Linked DNA regions of Mus musculus: regions 1 and 2 are each linked to region 3. The links are chromatin contacts, called in public promoter capture Hi-C maps. All regions are on one chromosome and are shown on one strand. Each heading gives the region's core, a stretch centred on a gene start, on an enhancer-like site or on the middle of the called end of the contact. The rest is flanking DNA. Distances are from core to core; before and after follow the strand shown. Region 1 overlaps Gm7972 (predicted gene 7972). Region 2 holds the start of 4933433G15Rik (RIKEN cDNA 4933433G15 gene). Region 3 holds the start of Arpp19 (cAMP-regulated phosphoprotein 19).

Region 1 (2,890 bases), core at 363-2,862, 450 kb before region 3:
GTGCGGCATTTCTATCACATTACTTGAAGTACATTATTTTCTTTAAATGCTTCTATAAATTCAGTGTTTTAAAGTCTGATTTTAGAGGCTGAAGAGATGGCTCTTTTGAGAGGCCTCAGGTCTGGTTCCTGGTACCCACATGGTGGCTCATAACCACCTGTCCCTCTATTTAGGGTAGGGAAGGTTCCATCATTGTTTTCTGGACCACAGGCGCTGTGTGCATGTGGTATACATGCAAGGAAAACACTCATAAATAGAAAAAAAATCTTAAAAGACTGAATTTTCAGAATGCTTATGTATGTTTTAAAATTATTTACATCTGTATACACACATAAAAATGAGTTGACAAGTGTCTTAGTCAGGGTTTCTATTCCTGCACAAACATCATGACCAAGAAGCAAGTTGGGGAGGAAAGGGTTTATTCAGCTTACACTTCCATGTTGCTGTTCATCACCAAAGGAAGTCAGGACTGGAACTCAAGTAGGTCAGAAAGCAGGAGCTGATGCAGAAGCCATGGAGGGATGTTCTTACTGGCTTGCTTCCCCTGGCTTGCTCAGCCTGCTCTCTTATAGAACCAAGACTACCAGCCCAGAGATGGTCCCACCCACAAGGGGCCTTTCCCCCTTGATCACTAATTGAGAAAATGCCTTAGAGTTGGATCTCATGGAGGCATTTCCCCAACTGAAGCTCCTTTCTCTGTGATAACTCCAGCTGTGTCAAGTTGACACAAAACTAGCCAGTACAACAAGTCAACACTACTTAAACATTAATGCAACTGCAATGCTTACCCCCACTCCGGAACGTAGGGCATGCTAAATGCTAGGAAGACAATGACTTAGTATGTCCCAGGAGTGATAAGATCGGAACCCTTACATAATTATGACTTAAAGTGTCTTTGCTCTGTGATCTTACAAGAGACAGGGAAACACGGAATCCATGGGAAATAGCTCAGACTGAAGCAGCCTTCAGGTACTTGCTGTTCTATGCAAACGTCAGGCACCTGTCTGCCCACGCTGAGTGCCTGCCAGTCTCTAGATGAACGGTGATGTCTGGGGCCCTGTGTCCTGCCTGCACTCTCTGCAGAGCTGGAAAGCCTCACCCTGGCCACACCTGTGCAAAGCTGCTCTTCACTCTTCAGGGTCTGTGTGGCCTCGCAGGACCCACCCCTGCCAGGCATCATCTCACTGGGTGTCAGTGAACTATGGAGCTGGCTCATGGACACAAGGTCACCCTAGAATTGAGTAAACGTAGCTTACCTACCTCGGTCACTCTCGAATCTCTTTGCTTTGAGTAATCCTCTGGCTTTTTCTTCCCCTGGTCTCTCACGATAGCAATCTGAAGAAGACATGGCTTGTTTCTCTGAAAGCAAAAGGACTTTAGGAACAGGGTTGCCCTTCAGAGGAGCCCACCGTTACCGGGCTGCAGCCACCTTGAGCTGTAATTTCCATGTTCGCCCCTGAGTAACCCTTGCTGCCTTCCCTACTATTTTCCAGCACACTACAGAGGACCACAGCCACTAGAGCGGCTGTGGAGCTTTCTGTACAGATGTGGTACCATCTCAGGCAGGATGCGATCACGCCATCAGGATTTGCTCCCTGCAATTGGTACTTCCTTCCTCGAGTGAAAGCCAGCTCTGTCTTGATTGCTATATGAGTTCCTGCTGCTGTGCCCAGACTGTGAAAAACCCACAGAGACCACCAGAAAATGCAACCCACTGTAATCGCATGAGGGTTTTTATTCAAGCTAGAGCTTGGGCCACCAACCTTCCTGATGGAATGAACAGGAAAGAGAGTGAACCCCCAGGTCTAAGTGAAGGGGGTTTATACAGGAAAAAAACCACAAGTCAGTGTTCTTAACTGTTGAGCCATCTCTCCAGGCCTCTCCTTTTTTATTTAGTCTTCCACATGAACTGAATGACAGCTTGAGACATTCTCAGGTTGAGCTTTAAGTGCCAGAAGCCTGAGAAACACATAGCAGTGTGGGTTTCAATTGTTGGTTTTAGGGTTTTGTTTTATTTCTTCTGCTTTATTTTGTTTTTGAGACAGTCTACCCTGGCTTGCCTAGAACTTATTAAGTAGCAGCCCAGGCTAGCCTCAAACTCAAAATCTCCTGCCTCAGCCTCCGTAGTGTTGATGGCAAGCTTGCACCACCCTGTCCAGTTATTTATAATAGCTTTAAAAATAATAAGGTTTAAATACAGAGTTCTTAATTGTGCTAATACATACATTTCCCTTCACAGTACACACCACGTTGTTTTGTTTTCCTTCTTTCTTTCTTTCTTTCTTTCTTTCTTTCTTTTTTTTTTTTTTTTTTTTTTTTTTGTATCCCAAACTGTTTATTGATTGTTCATCATGGAAAATGGATGCATACCACCTTTTTAGGGTGAACCAGAGATTAAATACCTTTTGCAGGAAGGAATATCTGGGAAGGGAAGCTTATTGGCTAAACCTTCAGGGCCTCTCGATACCTCATTAGCATGGAGAACTGTCTGGGCTACATAACCACAGGTCATGTTTCCTATGTGGGAAGTGCGGCGTGGCGTGCATTCCAGGCCAGGAATCTGGTAGGGAGCAGGGTGCCTGGGTTTTGTGTTTCCTATGAACAGGTTTTGTATTCTTTGGAGAAGTCTTGCTTTCAATTAACCTTTTCTATGGTGAGTGTCCCTAACTAAAGCAAAATGAAAGAGGGGGTGCATTCTACGGTCATAAGGAAATAATACTAGCAAGATGAAGATCTCACCAGAGTGAAACTAGGCCCTGCCTACAATGAGGTGTGGCAGCTGCGCTGACTTACTTTTGGCTGCGCCCTGGTAACGGCTTTTAGTGGCAACCTCGATGGAGGCCTTGCCTTCCTCATCTTCTCCCTCCACCTCCTCCTCTTCCTCAACAAC
Region 2 (2,765 bases), core at 151-2,650, 370 kb before region 3:
CTTCTTTCAAAACTCTTCCCTTTCCCATCCTAAACTGTCACACCACTCAGTCCCAGTCAAGACCCCTTGATGAAAGGCCTATCATAAACCAAATCTCCAAAATTTTGTACCTAGCTCACCCTGACCTCTCTTTTAAGATTCCACAAACACTTAACATCGTGGACTCCTTTGACTCCTATAAAGCAATATGGCTGGCTTTAATGGAAGTCAGCAGAGATGCATTATAAACTTTCTGAGAGAAAGCATACGGCTTGCTATTTATGCTCACCACCACCACCACCCCGGGGGGTCCAGCCATTAGAGGAAGATGGAGGTCCCAGAGTCCATCAGGAGGAACTAGAGGGAGGACAGAGTGGGTCGGTGGAGCAGAACTTCACAGTGCCGGCTGCACTCAACAGCTGTAAATCTCGCTTTCTGTAGGCATTACTGCTCTTCTCCTGGTATTCAGATGGTATTGCTTTAAATATAATAGAGCTGGGCTCAGCTGCCTAAGCCTATAATCCAAGCTCTGGGGAAGCTAAGGCAGGGAGATTAGGTGTGCTAGGGCAGGCTGAGTTATAGAGAGATGCTGTCTCACAAAGCATATATTTTAATGTATCTCTGTATTAGGAAACATTGAAGCTCCTCTCAAGCTCTTAACTTCAAGTGACTGTGTCATCTCTGAAAGGGGTTTGCTGCTTACAGTGGATCATGGACTGCAGTGGCCATATTTTCTTTAGGATGGTCAATTACCACTGATAGAAAGGGCTAACCGAACCTCTCATTTTTCTTTTTTGTGAGGCGGGGTCTCAGTAGTCTGGGCTGGCTTTGAACTCACTATGCAGCCAAGGATTAACTGTATCTTCTAATCCTTCTGGTCTCCAAGACAGGGATCACAGGGGTACAACAACAAGCTCTCCCAGCCTTTTGAGACAGGGTCTATTATATAGCATAGGCTGTCCTGGCACTACATAGACTAGTTAACTCATGTGCCACTACTCCCAGGCAAACCCTGTGCTTTTTATATCTAAGTTCCTAAATACTTAAATTTCATCTAAGCACTGGAAGGGCAGCTATCTACCTTTCTCAGCACGCCTATGTCAAACTCTGGCTGGTCTCAGCGATCTCAACAAGCCAGCCACCCTGCTGACTGAGCTTTTGCTCAGTTTTCCCAGGACCCCTCACTCATTCACCTCCCTGGTTACCGCGGATGCTTCTAGAAGCAGCCAACGGACCCCGGGGACCGATCCCAGGGGCCTTCCCAACACCACCCTGAGCTTATCTGCTCAACAATCTGGCCTAGCATATTCGCCTTCGCCCACTTCCTCCCGACAGCACGGGACCCAGCAGCCGTTCAGACGCTCGCCCTGTCGGGTCACTTGGTACGACACTCTGGGCGGTGGTTCAGCTGAGGCCGGGGTGTACCCGCCAGCAGGCCGCGTGCAGCTCCGACCGCCCCCGCGGCGCGCGCAGTCACGGGCGTTGGAAATTCCGGCGCGTGCGGCTCCCCGGCTGGCGGGGGCGGGGCCGCCGTGGAGTGAGCCTGTGACGTGAGGGGGCGTGCCTCTGCGAGGCCCCGCCTTCTCTCCGCGCCCTCTCTGGCGGGTCGGGGTTACATGGCGGCGACTGCGGCAAAGCGAGAGCCTCGGAAACGCCGCTGCCGCCAGCACAGCCGGAGACCTGAGCCGACCTTGAGGGCTGTCCGCGGGCCCTGCACTCTGTCGATGAGTCGGAGAAGTCCCGTGAGTGTGTATGTGTGTGTGGCCGGGTGCGGGCCGGCGCGGGAGGGAGCGGCAGAGGGCCCGGCGGCGGCGCCGGCTCCCGCGTCCATTGTGTGTGACCCTCCGGGCGGCCGCCGCTCAACAAAGACGCTTTTGTTCCGTGTGCCCGCTCAGCCCGGGCGGCGCGGCCGGCTGCGAGGGCCAGGTCCCCGCGTGGGGCTGGCGGCGCGGCCGGCGCGCCCCTCCCACCCGGCACGCCCCTCGCCGGGCAGCCGGCCGCAGGCATAGCTGGCGGGCCCCCGCCGCCTGCACCGGGCTGCGCTTCGCGGGTTCGAGTCCCCGCCGCCCGCGCCCGGTTCCGCGGGTTCGAGTCCCCGCCAACGCGCAGGCGAGGGCGGTGGTCCAGGAGCGCTTGAGGCGGTGGAGGCTTGCCTTCCTGGCTCGCTGCCTCCCTCAAGCTCTCCTGTCTCCTCCCCTCCCCAGCCTGCCCGGGTGACTCGGCCTCAGCTGACTCCGGCCGGGCAAAGTCTCCGGCACGTTGCGTAGCGCTCTGCTCCTGCCCCTAAGTCCGCCCAAGTTTGTGCCTGGCGGTCCACGAGGTGCCGGGGACCGGCCTGAGACAGGGCTCCTGACACCTTTCCGGACGTTAAGGTGTGATCCGGAAAAACACCCTGATGAAAACGTACGTTACCGGTTACAGGCCTCCTCACTTGGAGCTTGTTATGATCGGACTTGGGAGTTGTGAGGAGTGGAGGGCTTTCGGCCGCCTTTTGTTCCTGCCTGGCTTTGGCTCTCCGGCTCAGGTGCCTTGGGGAAGCTGCGTGCAGCAAGCTCCTTTAGATCGCTTTCGTGTTTTACCTTTCTTTGACTTGAAAGTAGGAAAGATGGAGCGCAGGGACTTGGTAAAGGGGAGTTAGGTCTCTTTACAGTATCTAAACAGTTCGTGTTCGTTGCTAAGAGTCCGGAGGCAGTATTAACTTTTTATGGATACAGATAGATGATTGTCAGAGGGGGAAATAAAAACGTTCTCAGGCCATCAAACGAAGAGCAGCTAGCTTCAGAATA
Region 3 (2,815 bases), core at 201-2,700:
GTTTTGCAAAGTATAATATGACACAACATTATAACTGCCTACTGTTTTTATTATCCTTGTTTTCCTTCTTTTCGCCAGTTAACTTACAATTACTATCAGAAGAGAACTATGACAATGGAAGAAATAATAAAGGGTAAGTTGACATGATTAGAATATATGGAATGAGCAAAACCCACTAATCTACAGTGCAACATTAGTATAAGGATTACGTTTAAACATTAGACCAAATTCCATATACAGTAAAGCAGTTTGGTATTAATTATCAATCAATTAATAAATTTTGAGACAGGATTTCATTATGTACTTCCAGCTGGCCTGGGACTCACAAAATTCCTCTAGCTTCTGCCTGAGTACTGGGATTAAAGGCCCAATTTGGGATTTTTTGTTTGTTTTTAAAGAAAAATTGTTGGGAACTCATGACTTTTCTCCTTTGTTAGCTAACTGACTCCATGTACCCTGGAAGTCAAAGCATCATAATAATTACGACGGAATGGGCAGGCACTACATAAGCATACAGGCCTCAAACTCGTAGGTGTGCTGCTAGCACATTTCCCTTCAACAGAGACATACAAATGAGCTGACAAATATATCCCCATGATTCGAGAAATATCTAAGGTAGTGAAATTTCCTAAAGCTCCAATTCTCGATTTTTAGTCAAGTGCCACATGCAAAGCCCATCAGCTAGCTTTTTTTTTTTTTTTTTTTTTTGAGCAGAAGTTGTGCTGGGTTTTTCGTTTGGGCCTCACAGCCGTCGCGGGACGTAGGTACTATTACCGGGACTTTACCGATAAGAAGACTGAAGCCCAAAGGGTTCAGGAAAGAGATCACGAGGCCACACAACTCACAACCCTAATAACCGAGCCCTGCATCGCTGCCTGAATGGAGACACCACCTTAAAGAGTTCCCTGCAAGCTCACAAGTGGCCCGAGCGCTTCCGGAGGGACAACGTCCTGAGCAAATCAAAGCCCACTACAGAACCTGGGTCCCTAACATGGGCCGGAGTCCTAGCTGCCTGGTACACTTGGGTGCTACACCGAGGCTCGGGAGCGGATCGGTTCCTTTCCACTCGCCAGGGCCCTCCCCGGTTGCGGGAGGAGCCGTCGGCGGAGGGCTCCAGGCCGCCCTCGCTCCCGCGGGCCCGCCAGCCAAGGTTCCCGCCACACCAGGTCCCGCGGATCCCGCGGGTCTCGAGGGTTCCCCGGGTCCTCCGGCACACTCACCTTTTGCTCCTCCGCAGACGCTGCCTCGGGGACTTCCGCGGACATGGTGCTCCTTCTGCAGAAGAGACGCCGGGAGAAGACAGATTACCGGGAGGCAAGACCGCCCGCCACCTTCTGCCTGCCCCGCTGCCCGCCGGGCCGGCGGCTACCGCCGCCTTGTGACGACACGGGCCCCGGGCTCCCGCCCGCCGTAGCTCCCGCAGCCCAGGCCCGCCAGGCTCCCGCGCCGCGCCCTTACCTACCTATCCCCGCGCCTCCGGCCCTGCGACGCCCGAGCACTTCCTCTTTCCCTCAAAGGTTGCGGCTCGCGCCTCACCTCACTTCCGTCCATGGGCGCACAGTGCTTCCTGGGAATTGTAGTTGGTCTGTGGCGCTGTGTTCCCCCTCCCCTCCACTTCCCCCGCCTTTCCAGACAACCCTGACCTCCTATTTAGTCCTCTGCTTGCTTGGCAGTACCTCTGCTTCAGTTTAACCCCATCCATCTTTACTTCCTCTGTTCTCTAACCTTGCCTCAGCGCCACCTTTTCTTCTTAGATCAACCTCTTCAAGCTACCACTGCTCCGGAGAGTTCTACAACAAGCACAGCACCATTACACAGGAATTGTGATTACTTTAGTAATGTCACCATTCCTCTTCATGTTAGCCACAGCAGGGAAGAAGTCAATATTTTACTCCCAGACCTTGATATTTCCCATGCAATAAATCACTGATAAATCAATTCAGCTTCCATTCCTTGCTCTCCCACGGCAGTCAGCTCAAAACATTGATTTTCAAAGCAATGATTTTCTTAACTGTCAAGTCCGTAGCTTCATATTTATTCGTCATTCTACTAAGCATCTTATAGCTGCTGGCACATTTGGTTCCAAGGAAATGTCCCTTAGAAATCTGGGGCTAAGGCAGACTTATATAGTTAACTAGTAAGAATCAGAAGGCAATGCAAGCAGTTCTGGAAGACAGGAGAACAATCAAAACCTCAGAGTCATTGGATATGGAATGTGGAAGACATCAAAATCAAAGCTGAGCCCTCTGGCATAGGACTGTAATCCCAGCTGTCTGGGAGGCTGAAGCGGAAGTGTGGCAAGTTTATGTATGCTTAGGTTATAGAGTAAATCAAAGGCCACCCTGGGGGATTTAGTGAGGCCCTGGCACAGTGGTAGAGAGTTTGCTTAGCACGGGCAAGTCCCTGCATTCAATCTCTCTCTCTCTCTCTCTCTCTCTCTCTCTCTCTCTCTCTCTCTCTCTCTCTCACACACACACACACAGAGAGAGAGAGAGAGAGAGAGAGAGAGAGCTTGGAAGTTGGCTCAGTAGCAGATGGATGGGTTGCCTGGAATGACTGTCCCTGCGTTTGACTCCAAGCAGCAGATTAAACAAGTATAGTGGTGCAATGCTTGAAGTCCTAGGACTGGGGAGGTAGAGGCAGAAGGATCAAGAAGTTCAAAGTTATCCTCAGCTTGAGTTTGAGGCTAGCCTGGGCTATGTGAGGCCCCGTGTCAAAAGTAAACTAAAACAAGACAACAACAATAACAATTACAAAGGCCAAGCAAACCCAAAACCCCAGCATGTGCAGAATTTCAGACAGGAAGTCTTGACTG

The links. Promoter capture Hi-C pulls out the DNA fragments that hold promoters and counts their contacts. Capture Hi-C pulls out chosen DNA fragments and counts their contacts.
Region 1: a contact with region 3 is called in a promoter capture Hi-C map of the HPC-7 cell line. The contact joins the enhancer-like site here to the promoter of Arpp19 in region 3. A contact is called at or near these places in 10 of 39 promoter capture datasets (3T3-L1-derived adipocytes, the C10 cell line, the HPC-7 cell line and 6 more) and 1 of 115 datasets of contacts at active chromatin or transcription factors (memory CD8 T cells).
Region 2: a contact with region 3 is called in a promoter capture Hi-C map of adipose tissue. The contact joins the promoter of 4933433G15Rik here to the promoter of Arpp19 in region 3. A contact is called at or near these places in 13 of 39 promoter capture datasets (the 3T3-L1 cell line, 3T3-L1-derived adipocytes, the C10 cell line and 7 more), 1 of 15 datasets of contacts at CTCF or cohesin (the NIH/3T3 cell line), 3 of 484 Hi-C or Micro-C datasets (CD4 T cells, CD8 T cells and embryonic stem cells), 8 of 115 datasets of contacts at active chromatin or transcription factors (bone marrow-derived macrophages, effector CD8 T cells, embryonic limb bud and 5 more) and 3 of 9 other capture datasets (adipose tissue, liver and macrophages).

What each region holds. Positions count from the first base shown.
Region 1 is chr9:75,481,568-75,484,457 of GRCm38.p6, reverse strand. It overlaps Gm7972 (predicted gene 7972), which reads right to left. Exons shown (of 11, transcript NM_001373998.1): 9 at 2,794-2,890; 10 at 1,261-1,359. Among named protein-coding and RNA genes, the nearest start is that of Gm7972, 14 kb to the right of the region's middle. Within about 2 kb of position 1,612, at least 9 of the 459 cell types and tissues checked have an H3K27ac peak or open chromatin away from gene starts, as enhancers often do. A contact at or near this core is called in the HPC-7 cell line, where this site is marked.
Region 2 is chr9:75,408,819-75,411,583 of GRCm38.p6, reverse strand. It overlaps 4933433G15Rik (RIKEN cDNA 4933433G15 gene), which reads right to left and starts at 1,400. Exons shown (of 4, transcript NR_040719.1): 1 at 818-1,400. Mapk6 (mitogen-activated protein kinase 6) reads left to right here and starts at 1,568. Exons shown (of 6, transcript NM_015806.5): 1 at 1,568-1,721.
Region 3 is chr9:75,036,367-75,039,181 of GRCm38.p6, reverse strand. Arpp19 (cAMP-regulated phosphoprotein 19) reads right to left here and starts at 1,450. Exons shown (of 3, transcript NM_021548.4): 1 at 1,221-1,450. The coding sequence starts at 1,265. Gm51714 (a long non-coding RNA gene) reads left to right here. Exons shown (of 2, transcript XR_003948357.1): 1 at 1-615; 2 at 715-1,938.